Regions from separate parts of the Mus musculus genome. Here region 2 is linked to region 1. The links are chromatin contacts, called in public HiChIP or PLAC-seq maps. All regions are on one chromosome and are shown on one strand. The core of a region is the stretch at or near the end of the contact, and the rest is flanking DNA. Distances in the headings are between cores, read along the strand shown. Region 1 has its middle 25 kb from the start of Gm46018. Region 2 has its middle 97 kb from the start of Gm26054.

What was found. HiChIP or PLAC-seq counts read pairs in DNA pulled down with a chosen protein or histone mark.
Region 2: a contact with region 1 is called in a PDX1 HiChIP or PLAC-seq map of a beta-TC-6 cell line, with 7 times the contacts expected there. The contact joins two enhancer-like sites. A contact is called at or near these places in 2 of 115 datasets of contacts at active chromatin or transcription factors (a beta-TC-6 cell line and embryonic stem cells).

The regions. Positions count from the first base shown.
Region 1 is chr7:116,680,064-116,684,877 of GRCm38.p6, reverse strand. No RefSeq gene overlaps it. Among named protein-coding and RNA genes, the nearest start is that of Gm46018, 25 kb to the right of the region's middle. Within about 2 kb of position 3,392, at least 7 of the 459 cell types and tissues checked have an H3K27ac peak or open chromatin away from gene starts, as enhancers often do.
Region 2 is chr7:117,047,000-117,051,841 of GRCm38.p6, reverse strand. No RefSeq gene overlaps it. Among named protein-coding and RNA genes, the nearest start is that of Gm26054, 97 kb to the right of the region's middle. Within about 2 kb of position 3,206, at least 3 of the 459 cell types and tissues checked have an H3K27ac peak or open chromatin away from gene starts, as enhancers often do.

The DNA of each region.
Region 1 (4,814 bases), core at 2,143-4,642:
TCTATTAACATTTTATACAACATCTTTCCATCCTGAGTGATATATTTTTAGCATGCAGACACTCTTGTATATTTATCTATCACATGTGAAGTCATATCTAAACTATGAATTTTTAATCCTGTTTTTGCCCTCGTAATGTTGAAATATTTTTCTGCATCCACAAATTTTTACAAAGAAGTCTAATGATGTGAGAAATTGGTACCGATTTTATGAGGATGGAAAATTGAAATGCAAAATTATGTATTCCATGGGATGCCAATTACATAAACACTTTGTGTTGATGGGCATGTGTGAGCTATGAAGTACTACCTCTGCATGAACAACCTGATTTGCCTTTGGCTTCTGAGATTTCTGTTGGATGTCAATTTGCCATAGTTTTCCACATCTTCTTTATATGGTATAATAACCTTGTGCTATTGTTGCAATGGGGTTGGAAGTTGTGATGTTTTTACATTTAAACTGTAAATAAAACAAGGGGTGATGCCAACCTTGGGCTCTATGACCCTGTGGCCCCATAAGCAACAGGTGCATAGACAACTCACCCCCTCAGAACTCTCCTTGGACATCGAGGTCATAAGGGAGCTCCCGTCCTTCAGGGTCACCGCCTACCTCAAGTAAAGACACAGAAAACATAGGTTAAGGGATAAGCTCCAGGGGAGATAGTCTTCCTTAGAAGACTAAGCTGATAGTCCAGGGGCCTTTATTTCAGAAGTCTACACATAGGGATTTGTCTATCCATGGGCTCTGGAAATGCAATACACACAGAAATCAGATGGAAAGCTTCTAGATGCTGGGAACCAAGGCCCAGGCGAACAGCAGCACCCAGCCTTCTCTCTGGTCAAGGGTTCTATCACTGCAGATGGCAAAATCAGAAGGAAATCTAAGTTTCACAAAGGACTCCCTCAAATCCTCATTATCCTGACCTTGGTGCCCAAAAGCACCTTCATTGACATTTTCCCCAAAGATGTCAGGGAACATGAAGGCAAGAGTCACCTGACACCAGGATCTAAAGCAAACTTTGTCTGCCTTAGCTTAGTGCTGCCTCCCAACACCTTTAACAATTCATTTTTGCTTGAAAAGAAACCCAGCTTCATTCGGCATAGCATTCAAGACTCTGTCTCTAACAGCCAGCCTCATTCCCCTATTGTTGAATAGCAGTTTCTTCCAAGATTAAATCTTCTGTCTTGGAGGAAAGCTTGTTAAAGCAGAGGTTGTTAAAAAAAAGTGGGGGGAGGTGAGGTAAACCAGGGGCATGTTCTAAAGGGAAGACAGATACTCCATCCTGCAGGAAAGTTCCTTAAGCTCAAGAAGTAAACAACACAAAGACTTCAGGAAGTCCCTGATACTGACCAGATTCATTAGCCTCCTCCCTCCCCAAGAGCATGTATATAAGAACTAAACACTGATGTGAGTCACTCTCAGACAAGCTGAACTGCCTGAAAGAAACAGAGACTAGACAAGATATCTAGAAGAGGCTCAGACCAATGAAACTACCTAGAAAAGGTAATCGCAAATCTGTTGATCCCGTAAACATATTCCTATAAGTAGCAGTGATAAAATTTATTCATCAACTGGACTTTGATGGAATCTATACTTTAGTATGTCATTGTTTCCCTATCTGGTGTGAGTAGACATTTGTTCACATCTTCCCAGAAGTAGTGTCACACAATACTCGTCTACATGCACATCTGCACACAGATGCACATGCACACACCCTTTCATCCACACTGTCCACACCTTGATGGTGCCATTCCCCTCCTAGAAGCACTTCCTTCGATGGCATTTGCATTCTTCTTTTTCCTTTTCCCATTTCTGTAGGATAGTGGGATGCATATGTGTATATGAATGTTCGCATATGTATAGGCACATCATGTGTGCATGGACACCCAGGTGGATGTGTGGAATCTTCCTCAACTGCTTTTTCACCTTATTCATTGAGGCAAGGTCTCTCAAACAAACCCAGAGCTTTTGGATATGGCCAGCCCTGCTAGCTCTGGGGGTCCTGGCTCTGCCTTCAAAGGCTGAATATACAGGGAAGCTGCTATGTCCACACAGCATTTACTAGGGTTCTAGGGTCCAAGCACATCATAACTACTTGCTGCTGACCTGTCTCTCCAGCTCTGCTTACGCTGTTCCTTACACTTAAAACCCCTGTTCAAAGAGCCTTTGGGAAGACTCTGTGAAGAGCATTGGTTAGATGTGTTCTACTTCAAACCATACCCCAATTCTTACCAACCAAATGAGCCTGGGTAAGTCCAGACAGCATCCCTCTAGTGCTGATCAAAGAGTTTCCTCAAGCATGGTTATTTCAGAAACTACAACTGCCATAGTCTCTCTCCTGGGCCAGTCCTACCCCTCATTTCTAGGTGGTATTTCTACCATTTTCTGCCTAACTCTACTCTTAAGTCCCTGAGCTAATTTAATTGCTACCTCCAGTCAGGCAGCCTTGGGTTCCATCTCAGCTCTGGCATCTCCTAGTTGTGTAGTGCTAAATCAACTCTCAGAACTTTAGTTACTCCATGTGGAAATGAATTTAATGTTTAAAACTGAAAGAGTTCCACAAGAATGAACAGCAGGGTCTCGGGACAGCACAGGTGCATTGGTGGTGCCAGGGGTGGGGTTGTGGATACTGCTCTGTAGGGTTATGGAGAAGACAGAAGCTCCTGGCCCTGGGGATCCTCATCAAGGAGCCCTGCATGGCCCTAACCATCCTGAGCCACACAAACACAGACATCAGCACAGTTGGCATTTGGTAAGCCAGTTCTCATCAGCCTCTCTCTGCCCCTTGGGCAACATTATGGATGGCACTCGGTCTCTTTCCAAGCTCTGTGCTTTCAGAGTAAAAGGCCTCTTTTTCCTCCTCCCTGGGAACCCCTAGGCTAGCAGACATCCTGTCTGTCCCCCCAACAAGAGGATTTCTGCAGCCAAGTGGGATGGACATCAAATACCATGAGGGCCCAGGAGCCAGGCTACCCACTGTCTGGCTAACTTGGGCCTGGAAGGCAACTGCATACTCATGACACCCCTTCCCCTAACCCAGAAGAAGCCTACAGTGAAGTCCAGCGTGCACCTCTCATCGACCCCCTAATGAGGCTACGAGGTTTCATGCCCAGCAAGCTGATTTTAATAATGGAATACCAAGACAAGAACCAGGCCTTTCTGGGAAGAGGAGGGAGGGCAGGTGAGAGTACCATGGCTGAGGCAGAGTGACATTTCCTATATGAAGTTGATTCATGTCAGAGCAAATCTGGGCAGGGACCAGCTGATTCAGGCAGTTAAGTTATTGCTCTGCCAGCTTAATATTTTGCCATCTGCTAACCGAAGGCTCTGCTGCCTGCTGGGTCCTATAAAGACTTTTATTTATTACATTACACATGGCAACATCTGCCACCGGATGAGGCTCTACTCGGTGCCCTAATTAAACAAACACACACTCCAGCGACTGCAGAGGGCCGGGTCTCGTGGTGAGGGAGCTGAACTGTTGCAGGCTGTTAAAAACTTCAAGTGTCCCATCTAAGCTTTCAAAGCCACACATGGGATAGGGACACTCACCCCCACCTCCCGCTGGTCACTATAGATTTACAGCCCATTAATTATAGGCTGGCGAGCTGGCAAGATGACTCAGCAGGTAAAGGTGCCCACCATCAAGCCTGGAAGCTGAATTCCCAGAACCCACATGGTGGGAGGGAGAAACTGACTCTGACTCCTGAAAATTGTCTGTGGCCACAGCACCTGTGCGTCTGAGTCTGAGTTTCCAAATCCTCCAAAAAAATAAAAATAAAAATAAAAAAACTAACTTGGATTTTAGGACTTGGCTCTGTCGGTAGCCAGAATTCTTGGTTTGTGTGTCCCACTAATCTGCCGTGTGGTCTCTCACCAATTCATCCTCCCGTGTCCATGTGTGCACTCAGAAATTCTAAACAGCCTGTCAAAACAAGAAACCCTGCGGATGAGGGAAATGAGCTTTGAAATTTCCATTTGTTCTCTTTTGTTCGTTTATGCATTCGATAAGTATTTGCTGAGCATGCACCAGATAGCCCAGACACTAACAGGTTAACTGGTGAGCTGAGTGGGCATTCTGTCACCATGGAAAGGCCCTGTGGCCACAGATCAAGTGGACAGATGAGATCACTGCAAATGGGTGTGTGTGGGGGGGAGGGGTTTACAAAGGCAGGTGGGGCTGTGGACATAGCTCTGTGAGTAGCCCTTGCCTGCCATCTAGAGAACTCAGGTTCCATCACCAACACTGTGTTCATGGGAACTGGGAGTTCAAGATCATCCTAGTTATACATCGAGTTGGAGGGCAGCCTGGACTACAAGACATCAATCTTAAAGGAAGAGTATGAGAAGCCAGGCTGTCCTGTGGGCTAAGTTTCCTACAGTTCCACCTTACCTTAGACTCAGCAGCTTACAAAGCATGCATGTGTAATTTCACAGGTTAGACTTTGGACGTCAGAGGTGGCTAAAATTACCAGGCTAAAATCAAGTCACTGGACAAAACTCAATTTATTATCCAGTTGCACCTTCCCAAAGATCTAGACGAGAATCTGTGTTTTCACTCTTTTCAGTCTCAAGAAGCTGCCTTTGTGTGACCCCCCTCCCCTCCATCTTCAAAGGCAGCAACAGGTCCTCTCTCTGGCCCTGCTTCTCCAGACTTCTTTCTCTGAATCACTTCAGCTTCCATATTTTACCTTTCAGGCTTTTGGACTGATTGCAAGCAGATATTCCAAGCTAATTGTCCTGTTTTCAAGTTAGGAGACAATAACACCACCTACATACATGCCCTTTGCTCTATTGCTGAACTCTTTACACGC
Region 2 (4,842 bases), core at 1,957-4,456, 370 kb before region 1:
CTCTCCTCCAAATCCTCCCAGATCCTCTGACCCAACTCTGTGCCCTTTTTTTTTTCTCTTGCTTTAGAAAACCAACAGGAAACAGAAAACAATGAGCAAACTAGATTTCTTTATAAAGAAACACATACTCACAGTTTGTTTGTTTGTTTGTTTGTTTGTTTGTTCTTTAGAAGGACCTGTCTCTTCCTCCTGCACCCTCTCAGCAGTGCACTGGTATTGTCCTTGTAGTTTCTGTCACATCACCAGTCTGCAAAGCTCCATGGAGACAGAGATCATGTTTGTTTATACAAATTTTATCTGCATTGGCACCAACAACTGTTAGTACATGGAGCCTTTCTACCCACATTTACAAAATGACATCTCTTGGAAGGTCTACTGTGTCCAGGTATCTTTCTAGCCCTGTCATGGGTATGAATTCATCAGATTCTTGCATTAACCCCTTGGCAGCAGATTCTACAACCATCCATTACTCTACCAGAAAAGTATAGAGACATGGAATGCTGGATAAAGGGAGCCTGCTTACATAGTGGGTGTGTGGCACCCTTGGGATTCCTGGTCCCTGCTCCCAAGCATATCAGTAGAACAGATAATAAAAGAAGGGACAGATGTATCATAACCATCACTTAATTGTGTGTGCTAATGGCTTAGAGCAGTGGGCTGCAGCACTCACCATGGTGAATACACCCACAGAAAGTAGTCACAGCAGTCCCTGGTGAACACCATGATACATGTGGACTCTTCAACAGACTAACCTCTGCAAATCACCACTTAGAATAGTCAATGACAAAACCCATTGCTGTTCCCTTAGCAGCAATCAAACTAATGGGCAGGAAGTAACTAAGAATTAAAGTCTAGCTAAGGAAAAAAAAAAAAAAGCCCTCAATCAACAGAATTAATTAAGCACTTACTTCCTCTTCCATATCCTAATCCCAATATATCTCTGGGCTCAAGACCTTGCCAAAACTCACAGGCATTCCCCAGTCTTCCCTTTCTATCTCTACCCACATCCCCACACATTTGTGTCTGCTCTTCACAAACCATAACTCCATTGAGAGTGCTGTGACAAGGATCACTGTGAATGATGGTGCTTTCACAATGGTGTCTCTGGAGCCTTTCACCCCTTAAAAACTATGTATGCAATCTCCATGAACAGCAGCCCTGTTAAGCACCTTGGACAGGGCTGCCTCCACTTAAGTGCTCAGTGTACTCAGAATCACACACCTACCTAATGTTTGCCTTATTTCTCATCTCTCTAGGGCCAGGATAGGGAAGTCAACACAACCTCTTTCCACCCTGATTTTTAACCTTCTGTGTGCTGCTATGAGATTATGACCACATCTATCCCCCATTATCCTCTTTGTACTCTGTTCCCTTTCTTTCATCTTCTCAAACAGCCCTGCTTCTACTTTTAGGCCACGGGGAGTGTAATATTTGTTTTTGTTAGTTTGATTTAATTTACTTAACATAACAATCTCCAATTCCATCCATTTCCCTGAAAATGACATAATTTTGTTATTTGTGGCTAACTAGCACTCCACTGTGAGCCACATTTTCTTCATTCTTTTATCGTGTTATGAACATCTAGGCTGGTTCCATATCTTAGTAATTATGACACAGCAGCAATAAACAGGGGTAAGCATGTGTCTTTGCAGAATGAGTATCTTTTAGGTGAAACCAAGGTAAGCCTAGCTGAACTGTACTGCCCTGATATACTGTTGAATTCTGGCAGTGGCATTCGGTAACAATAGTTACAACTTGACCTATGAAGCCAATTTCATAGTGTTTGTTTGCTTGTTTGTTTATTCTAGCAAAGAATCAAAGAATTTCCTTTAAGGTTCAGTGCTTCAGAAAAGTCTTGGATCTCAGAGGTGGAGAGGTCCCTGTAGTTTCCATAAAATAGTAGGGTGAGAGACTAAGATCTAGAGTGCTGGTATCCAAGATTCTGAATGAAATTCCAGTTCATCAAATCCCCAGCAGCATAAATCAGTATGCCCACTCAGAAGCATTGGAAAACCCAATGCCTTTGTAAGAAAAACAAGGATAATTGAAATGGGAGGGAAAGAACAAATGGAATTGTATATATATATAAATGGACTCTGGCCTGGTCATGGCAACCTCCTCTTGCTCAGAAGAGTCTCTGCCACAAGCCTCATCATGGTTGTGGTATAGTGTAGCTGTCCAGCAGCCATGGAGAACTGGGTATACCTGAAAGGGATGCTGGGAATGAAAAAGGACAGGCAGGAAAGAGAAGGATGAAGCCAAGACAAAGATTTCTGATCAAGGCTCAAAGTTTAATTTTCAGCTCTGCATTTATATAGGCAAACCCCACAGACCCATCCTTTTGTTTAAGCTGAATTGAGTTGCAAAGCAAACTCAGCAGGAGGTCAACTCCTCAAGGATCTGGTAGGGAAATGCAAATGTGGTGAGGCCTGGTGCTGACTCCAGCCAGGTTTGTTTAGCCTATTCAAGGCTGGGGGAAGGACACAGTATAGATGTGAAGTTCCCTGCAAATGTTCATGTATTGAGGGCACAGTCTCTCTGTGTTAGTAGGGTTCTTTAGAAGAATAAAACTAATAGATTGAATACACACAGAGGGGGAGAGGGAAAGGGAAGAAGAAGAAGGAGAGAGGAAGAGAGATAGAGGCAGAGATAGAAGGAGATGGGGAGGGGGAGGGAGGGAGGGAGGGAGGGAGGGAGAGAGGGAGGGAGGGGGAAGGGAGGGAGAGAGGGAGAGGAGGGGGGAGATCAGAGTCTCCAGTGCTCCATTGTTTAGAGATGGTACTATGGGAGGTGATTGAGCCATGATGACTGTGATCACATTGATGGGCTAAACCATTGACCTATGAGTCTTATATAACAGGAACAAGGTAGGAATTCTAGGAGTTAGAAGGCTATAGATTACTGAGATGTGCCCTCAAAGGGCATATTTTTCCTCCATCCCTTCCACAACCTGCTCTCTTCTCACCTTTGTCACCATATGGTGAGCAGCTAGATTCCACCTTCCACCAGGATGCTTGGTCTCTCATCACACAGAACCAACAGAGCCAAGTGACCATTTACCAAAACCTCAGATGCTGAGACCCAAGATAAACCTTTCTTCCTTTCAAGTAGCTTGCCTTGATGCTGACACACATTATGTAGCTAAACAGCTAAGTTCTGGGTTGGTCCCTTTCCACAGAACAGCTGAGCCCTGCTTGGTTAAATGATTCCACTCACAGAGCTTCCTTACAGCAGGCACAGGGGCAAATAAGCTTCAGCCCTTCATCAGCCAAAGCCTGCATGATCACCATCTTCTCTTCTCTTCTTCCTCATCTGTTCACACCTCAAAACCAGACCCCTTATGTTTACCTCTCAAGTCCAGAGATGACTTATCCAAGACCAAGCTCAAACAGTAGTACAGACAAGCCACAAATCTGGCATCCCCAACTCCAATGTTCCAGCCTTCCCCTCATCCCCTAACACCACCTCCCAGAAGCTTCCGACTCTGACATTAATGTTCTGAGCTTGCCATACCTTTCGATCACTCTAAGTGATTCAGTCCACGCTACATTAACACACTAATTGCCAGCAGGGCACATTACCATGTCCTAATTACTAACTAGAAGGATTGTCAATCTGCTATCATGCTCAAAGACGATCCCAGGTCTCTTCTCAAGGTTGGGCATAAGGAGGGGAGGTGGGATATAATAAACTACTCATTCATGTCCTGCTGACAGCCACCTAGAAGGTCCTCTCAGGGCTTGCTTTGGGGACTAGTAAAAATTTGGGAGCAATCTACAGATTCTCAGAGGAAGGAGCGTGGAACCAGGCCTAAGGGACCAGCAGTGTGATAAGCTCTGGATACAGAACTGTCCACTGATGCTCATGGGTCACCTCTGTGTCTCCTTGAGTTATTCCAGTGCCATGACTTTTTGGTCCTAGAATGAAGATAAATGCAACACCTATCTCATATTTTCATTAATTAGTTTATTTATTCACTTTGCCTCCTGATCACAGGCCCCTTCCTTCTGGTAATCTTTCCTCATGCCCCTCTTCCCTTTCCTCTGAGGAGGGAGAGGCCTCCCTAGATATCACATCCCACCTTTGCACATCAAGTCACTGCAGGACTAGGCACATCCTCTTCCACTAAGGTCAGATAAGGTAGTCCAGTTAGGGGAACAAGATCCAGAGGCAGGCAACAGATTCTGGAACAACCCCGACTCCAGTTGTTGGGACACCCACATGAACACCAAGCTGCATATCTGCTACATATATGAGGGGACATGGGTCCATCCTATGCTTGCTCTTTGGTTGGTAGTTCAGTCTCTGGTGAACCCCATAAGTGTCCAGATTAGTTGAACCTGTTGGTCTTCTTGTGGAGACCCTATCCCCTCAGGGTCCCTCAATCTTTCTCCTGACTCTTCCACAAGGCTCCCTAAGTTCCATCTAATGTTTGGCTGTGGGTCTCTGCATCTCTTTCCATCAGTTGTTGGGTAGAGCCTCTCAGAAGACAGTTATGCTAGGCTTTTGTCTGCAAGGATAACAGATTATCATTAATAGTGTCAGGGATTAGTGCTTGACCACAGGATGGGTCTCAATTTGGTCTAGTTACTTGTTCACCATTTCCCCAGTCTCTGATCCATCCCTGTCCCTGCATTTCTTATAGACAGGACAAAGTTTGGGTTTAAAGTATTGTGGGTAGGTTGATGTCCTTATTCATCCACTCAGCCAGGGTCCTGCCTGGCTACAGGAGGTGCCCACTTCAGGCTCCATATCCCCCACTGATGGGAGTCTCAGCTAGAGTCACCTCTATAGACTTCCTGGGGTCTCCCCCTGGTCGCAGGTCTCTGGCAAGTCCCAGAG